Linked DNA regions of Mus musculus: region 1 is linked to region 2. Evidence: chromatin contacts called from public HiChIP or PLAC-seq data. All regions are on one chromosome and are shown on one strand. Each heading gives the region's core, a stretch centred on a gene start, on an enhancer-like site or on the middle of the called end of the contact. The rest is flanking DNA. Distances are from core to core; before and after follow the strand shown. Region 1 overlaps Gm33281 (a long non-coding RNA gene). Region 2 has its middle 35 kb from the start of Gm22140.

The links. HiChIP or PLAC-seq counts read pairs in DNA pulled down with a chosen protein or histone mark.
Region 1: a contact with region 2 is called in an HNF4G HiChIP or PLAC-seq map of pancreatic cancer cells. The contact joins two enhancer-like sites. A contact is called at or near these places in 1 of 484 Hi-C or Micro-C datasets (embryonic fibroblasts) and 1 of 115 datasets of contacts at active chromatin or transcription factors (pancreatic cancer cells).

The regions. Positions count from the first base shown.
Region 1 is chr8:33,136,410-33,140,381 of GRCm38.p6, reverse strand. All of the region lies in intron 2 of Gm33281 (a long non-coding RNA gene), which reads left to right. Among named protein-coding and RNA genes, the nearest start is that of Gm33281, 11 kb to the left of the region's middle. Within about 2 kb of position 1,286, at least 26 of the 459 cell types and tissues checked have an H3K27ac peak or open chromatin away from gene starts, as enhancers often do. A contact at or near this core is called in pancreatic cancer cells, where this site is marked.
Region 2 is chr8:32,219,066-32,222,683 of GRCm38.p6, reverse strand. It overlaps a transcript of Nrg1 not described here. Among named protein-coding and RNA genes, the nearest start is that of Gm22140, 35 kb to the right of the region's middle. Within about 2 kb of position 1,278, at least 33 of the 459 cell types and tissues checked have an H3K27ac peak or open chromatin away from gene starts, as enhancers often do. A contact at or near this core is called in pancreatic cancer cells, where this site is marked.

The DNA of each region.
Region 1 (3,972 bases), core at 37-2,536, 920 kb before region 2:
GGGGGTCACCAATCCTGGTTTGGCATTGTGGGTTGTATAAGAGGAGAGAAAGCTGACTGAGTGTTAAGCATGCATGTATACAATCATTTCTTTTTGTTCCTTACCAAAGATGTGATGTGACCAGATGTCTCAAGCTCCAGCTGCTGTGACTTCCCCACAGTGATGGACAGTAAAATGAAATTGTGAGCTAAACCAAACCCCTTCTTCCTTAAGCTGGTTTTTATTGGCATATCTTATTACAACAGCAAAACTCAAACCAAGACAGTGGCCCAGGGACAGTGGTGAAATCAATGAAGTGTGTCTCTAATGTCACACAGTTTCCAATGTGACTGTCACCGATCCTTTTTCTTCCTTCCATATCCCAATAAATCAGGGGTATTATGAGACACCTCTCCCGGGGAGAACTGAGCCATTTCAATGCTGGTATTTAAAGCTTTGTGCTCTATGGAAATAGGCCCAATTCCATCTGCCAGTAGAATTGACTGCAGTTGTTTAGAGGAGTTCTATTTTCTTTCCTCTCTTTGGGCTCATCTAACCTTTGGCTCCTGGATTTCTATGCCTCATTGTCTTCAATGAGATAAATGGGTGCTATGGGTGGGTGCCATGGATGGCTGCAGTGGTCTGTGTGCTTCTGGTGTTCTCCCTTAAAGGTGTAGTCTTATTAGAAACTTCCAGGAATTAAATACAACATGATTTCCAATTACGGTGTGGTAAGCTGTGGGTCAGGATTTTTATGTGGAGGGCCACATCATACACATTTTAGGGTTTACATTTCACCGCACCTTTGCCTAGGATTCTTGGATCACTTTAGTTTTGTGTCTTTCATTTTCTCTGGGTTTGAGAATGCAATACAGCAAGACAACAGAAACAGAAGAGGCTGGGCTGCTTCTCAGTGCAGAATGCAGTGAAGGATTGGTGTAAGGTTTGAAGCCCTTTAGGAAGCTATTCTTCTGCTCTCATATTTGAATCCTGGCTTCTGAATCACTTAAAATTGCTCCAGGGATGACATTTCCAGCCTGTGAATATGTGCTAGAAATGGAGACAAGACATCCTCCAGGTACGACAGATGCCCCCAAACTATACTTACCACCTCGTTGGATGAGAATCGATTGCCTCTGAGGACAAGGTGTGGACAACCTCCTCTTTCCTACAGAGGAAGTTTTTGCTACTTGAGGTGTAGGGAGTGCATTTGCTGATAGCTGGGGATGTTCAGCCTATTTTTCAAGCCTGAGCAAACACAGCCTTTAAGTTGGGCCATGGTTGGTTGATTTATGACTCAGGAATGCTAAGTTCCCACCCTGGAATCTGACCAGCAGTTACATTGTTCTGTATACTGCCTGCTGCTTTCTACATAGATAATTACCAGAGGCTAATTTACAGATGCCAGCGGGAACGGAAATGGAGTGAATGGCTGCCCACAGAGTCAGGAATTGAATTTTATCAGGAGCCACAGAGAAGTGTGTTTGTTCTCAAGGAAGAAGGAAAAAAATATTCTAGAAGAGTGACTAGTTAAGAGCTCTGACAGCAAAATGAATTATCCAAGGAACATTGTTTAAAGCATTGCCTTAGAATGGCACAATCTGGATTAAAATCCATATTTCTTCACTTCATCAGTAATTTTAAAAAATCTGTCTAAAGTCTCAATTCCCCATCAGCATCATCAAAATAATGGCCAAATACTTTTTGAAGTTGCAATACTATATTTACAAAACATACCTCTATCTCAGTACCCCAGACCTTAACAATCAATAAAAGCCAGCTTTATGTTCTAATATGTGTCCCTATCAGGTGTGTAAGTATTGTCCTTCATTCACTAGTCTTTAATATCTTATCTATTAGCCCAAAGTTATGGGGGAGTTTTGTATATTTTCTGGCTTTACAGAATACAAGATGGAGGTTTGTGAATTTCAGTGAATGGCCTAAGGCTAAGAGATCAATCGAAGTAAGTTTAAAATATTTTTTCTTTTAAAACAGTTTTTATTGTTTGACAGTTTCATGAATCTATGTACTGGATCTTAGTCATTTTCATCCCCCCCTTCCTGCTCTCTTCCTGGTCCTCCTCTTCCTCCTCCTCCTTTTCCATTGGAGCCCCTCTCAACAAGACATCTTCTACTTTCATGTTTTCTTTTTGTGTGTGGTTTGCTGAGTTTAATTAGAGTCTCCTATCTATGTGCGGATGGCAGGTTGTTTATTGGAGCAAGGGTAATTTATCAATGGCTACACATGGAAGAAAATGACACCTCTTCCCAAGTAATCCTTAATTGCCAATGATCCACGGTGGGGAGGTCGTGGGCCCCTCCCGCATCTGTGAGGAGACATTGCAGGGCTCAATCTTGTGCAGGTCTTGTACAGATAATCACAGCTGTATGGAATGTAGTGGCTAGGTCATATCCAGAAGACATCTTTGCTGTGTCTCTCCCTATCCTCTGGTCTTTATAGTATCCTTTCATACTCTTCTATAATATCCCATGGGCCATGGCGGGGATGATATGGCTGGGCCACTCAGGACTTATGAGTCTACCATCAGTTATTGGCAACACATTAACCAGTTCCCATTTTTCCCATCAGCTGCTGCTTCCTGAAGCTTCTTTGATGAAGGCTGGACATACCAATAATTTATGGTTATGAGCATGAGTCGTTAGAAGGCAGTTTAACAGTATGACTATTTGGCAAAATATTAGTAGTGGCTTCCCTCAGGGACCAGGACCTCCACAACCATGGGTTCTTGGTTAGGTTTACAGAAATAGGCATGCATTTCCTTTTGTGGAGCATGTTTCAAGTTCAATAAAAAAATAAAAGTCGCTGGTTGTCCCCACAACAGTCATACCACTGATGTTCCAGAGAGAACACGTAGTCTGGGAGGTCACTGGCAACTTGCAGGACTCAGAGATGCATGACACTGCTGGTCTTTATGATCCATTAGCATCCTGAATAGCACCTTATAGGACTAGAAAGCCTAACTAATAGGCTTCCAGCTTCCAGCTCAGTTCCTGTTTGATTTCTTTATGTCTTTTTACAAGTGTGCAGTCTCTTAAGCAGTCGACTCTTACCATCAAGCTTTGGCGGGTGGCCAATATCTTGTATAGTCTGGGTGGGTAGGGCTTTGGGGACTTCCTTAGATAATGACTTGTAGGGAGGTATCCCATATCTGGCATTGGCATTTTTGTTTAATAACCCATGGCTTCTGGGATGAGCATTATTCATCCATGTGGGGGCACCTGCATTTACACACTCTTCCTCTGTCTTATATTTTTAAGTAATCAGTGGGTTTCCATATGACTTTTCCATAGATCATTAGTTTTGGTTACCCCCATCCCCTGCCCCGCTCCTCTTCCCTATTCTCCTACACCCTCTCTGCTTAAACCTTTCTTCACCTCCCAGCATGTGCTTTCTCTCCCCTCTCCCTTAAGGCTTCTTCCCTCCCTCCCTCACTCCAATGGCCCCTAGAAAGCTTTCTGGTCTTTACCAGCCTTCAATGTTAAATGCTAAACATTTGTGGCTAACATCTGCTGTAGTGGTTTGAATGAGCTCAACTTCTCCATATTCAATGAGTTGAGGAGGTTGTTGTCTTCAGCAATAGGGACTTACTATCACTTTGTGGAGAGCCACCAGATAGCCTTGGCAACAGCCTCTGTTGTTTGGGGGTTCTGATGGGTCCCCTTTGCCCAAGAACACCATTAGGTATATTAAACCCATTCCTGGTACTGGAAGCTTCATTTGGTGATAAGAGATGGCCAGTTGGGGTTCTGTCTCCCCTGTTATTTGACAATTTCATTTAGATCAACTTTATATATAGATGAAGCTCCTAGTCTATTAGGTTTTCATAGTACCCTTCAAATGGCCATTAATTTTAACTGTCCCTGCCAATACACCCCCTATTCCCCTCTTTTCCTCTCCATTCCTGTTTGATTCTCCCTCTCATCCATTTATATATAACTACCTATTCTACTTTCACTTCCTAAGGAGACCCAA
Region 2 (3,618 bases), core at 29-2,528:
TTTGGCATTCTCTTTCATGCTCTTTGAAGATGTGCATATAATTATCACGAGCTGGGAATGGAGTCACTGGAGATAACACATATCACACTGTTTCCTGGTAACCATGCATTTAACTAGCAGAAGCGGGGCAAAAAAAGCAGGCTAGTTTTCACCTGGGTAAAAATCTCACTGGGTTTAGGGGTTACACAGAAGGGCTGTTGAAGAGGAAAGAGTGTTGCTGCTTGTTTGCATTCAAATGGACTCTAAGGAGACTGGCATGCTAAAGTTAGCCAGAGTTCCCTCCTTGAGTTGGAGATCTTAGAGTGGGTTACCAGCCAGATGTCTCCTGCTCTTCCTATGGGGCGGTCCCTGAAACAAGGGTCCGAGGGCTTGCTACTGACCTGAGCTACAGCAAACTGACAACTGTTGCGGCGGCTAGTGCTGCTAACGAGTTATGACTGCTGATGAAGTCTAATCCTTGCCCTTCTCTTTCCATTTGAGTTTCAGTCGGTCTTTGGGCTCCATTGGCTCTGCATTTTAACATCAGCTACGAGGGGAGAATGGAGTTTTTCACAGCTTGGGTGAAGAGAGGAGAAAGATTACTTCTAATTTGGGGACCTTGTTAGGTCTTTGGGGGGTGTTTATCCAAGGCCAGATATTAATTAACTCATTAATTAACTAATTTAAAATGCTACTTGAAAGGATGGAATTGATCTGAGAACCAACTCAGTGGTTCATAGACTGGGGCCCTATCAGGCTCATTCCTACAGCATTCATACACACTTAGGATTTAAATTTAATTGAAATTCTAATCCCTACCAGGTTTTTAATAAGAGGCAATTATTAAGAGATTAAGAAACTAGATTCTCATTTCCCAGTTAAAGAGGTCAGGCAGTTGTCATAATACTTTAGGGAGTGTTAGCTAAGTGGCAGTACTACCCAGCGCCTGTGTCACGTTCCTCTCAATGTATCTTAACCTGCCCATGTGTATCCAACTTACCCCGTGGAACCCATTGATAAACCATGGCAAAAGGAAACCACTCCATGGAAAGAGTGGCTAGAGAAGACACTCTTTATCCAAGAGAGGAAAACCAACAGGCTCTGTTTGCCCAGTATGAAAATAACCAGTGTTTGATTCCAAGCAAAAAAGACCATTCGCAGCCAACTCAAAAAGGGAAGAGGGTGGTGTTTCTGAAAATCCGGGGCCTGGGGCATTTTCTGGAATGTGTACAGTCAGAACGTGCACATTCGTCAGCAAAAAGAATGCACTCAGCCACACCCCTCCCACCTGCTGACGACTCATTCTTGCTTTGTGGTCCACAGGCCTCTGCCTTGGTGAGCTGCAGTTTAACATCAACTCCTTTCAAATACTGGGCTAGTCGTGACCCAAACCAGCTCGCCCATTTCCTGCTGTGTGAAGACAGCCCCTGTCATCGCCCTCTCTGGGCTTTGACTCTCTTACAGGAGAAAACAAGGATGTTTGAACAAGTGCGTCTAAAGTCCACTCAGGTGACTGAGTACCCAGTGACTTCTTAGGTAGCCAAAGGCTCATACATGGCCCCTGAGACAGCCTGTGGTAGCATTCTTATTACCTCGCTCTGCTTGCCGTTCTCTCTGTGAGAATGAGGAGCCATTAGCACAAACTATGCCTGTCTTCTGGCAACTCACTGGAAATGTGCCTCGGCCTCAGAACTTTTCACAAAAGACGGTTATCAGGGCTGCTCAGCTGACCAAACCCCACCTACAGCGCAGAATGAGGCTGCTTCTGTAAACTGTTCTCAGAACAGCAGAGCAGTGCCTGCGTTTCCGACACACACACACCCACTGCTATTTCCTCAGGGTTTCTTTGTTTTCCCCACTTTTAAGTTAGGGTTAAAGTCCCCACCCACCCACCTACACCCCTCCATTGGGCATTTCTAAACAGGAAACCAGATGGCTACTACTTAGATTTCCTTAACTTCCACTTTAATAACTACCAATAAATTCTGCTCCTGTACTAACTTCCTTGTGGTGACAGTGACTTTTAAGATTCGTGAGACTTTTGACACCACCCCCCCTTAGTTGGCATCCCCACAAACTGCTTCTTGTTGCTAAACTCTGCTCCTTTGTATAGCTGAATTTCCCGATTGCTGCCTCCCGAACACGCTCCATCTTAGACACTATCTCATCCGCTTCCCCCTGCCAGATATTGATTATCTAGACATTCTCCAATCCCAGTCCCTTCAGCTTTACCGTTATGTCTTTGTAGCTCTCCTCTCCCTTAAACACAGTGGAAACAGGTTATTTTAACAGCTCTGCAACTTGAACTATGCCTTGCCCATTTCCAAAACCAGCAAAGGCAGCAAAGCTTGTGGCAGCTGTCTTCCACACAACAACCCTTTGTTCTCTTAATAAGTCTACAAGGACACTATCACTTGGCACTGTGACATCAGTAAGAGTCACTCAAAAGGATGTCCTTGGTCAGTATTGCAAGTGAAGTGCTCATAGCCAAACATGCTCTCCCCATGTACACACCCATTAAGAGGGGGACAGGAAGGAAAGAGAGTTGAACTTCCCTGGGTTATAATGTCCACTTGAAGGAGAATAATGAAAGACACAGGAAATCTGTGTCCTACAGTTTACCTTGTTCCAGAGTCCCATCGAATGTCCTCACCCGCTTCCTGGTCCTGGCATTCCCCTGTACTGGGACATATGATCTTTACAAGACAAAAGGCCTCTCCTACCATTGATGGCTTATTAGGCCATCCTCTACTACATATGCAGCTAGAGACATGAGCTCTGAGGTGGGGAGGGGGGGGTACTAGTTAGTTCCTATTGTTGTTCCTCCTACAGGGTTGCAGACCCCTTTAGCTCCTTGGGTACTTTCTCTAGCTCCTTCATTAGGGACCCTGTGTTCCATCCAATAGTTCACTGTGAGCATCCACTGTTGTTTCTTTATTAGTGGCCTGTGGTAGACTCCCTCACTTAAGCTCAGGGAACAAAGCTGAGATGTGCTTTGTTCTCTGTAGGCTTTTGGAGTTAGCTGCCTTCTTGGCTGCTAGTGTGCAAGTCTCACCATATCTGCTTCAGTTTGCTTTTATGCTTGTCTGTTTGTTTCCGATACTACAGACTAAAAATTCAGAGCCTTATCTTTGGAGGCACCTTGGCTTTTGAAAAGCTCTGTTCCCAACAACTTTAGCTTAGCCTTGTGGCAGGTTACCTCCAACCCATGCACGTAGATCGTGCGTGATGGGCTATTTCTGATTGCCAGGGAATCCATATATAGTTGCTAAGCTTGAAATCCACTATCCAGGCACTTTGGGGTGTGTTTGTTCCCATTGTCATGACACTAATTTTGCAGCTTGAAAAGTCCCCGTTTGAAGGACACTCTTGTGAAAATATGCAACGTTATACACGCATTTCTGACAAAAGGGAAAAAAATGTCAAGTCCACCCTAGCTCTGTCCAGACAAGCACGGAGAGAGGCGTGTTGACTTGCCAGGCAAATATTTTCCCCTAGTTTTGCTGAATGAATTTGATTCACTGCAGGGCATTTTCCCACACAGGCAGTAGAGGTGGGCTGCCTTAGGATCAGCCACTACCGGCTCTCCAGAGGGCACTGCAGTGAGTCATCATTTTCATGAATGAAAGGAATAGGCGG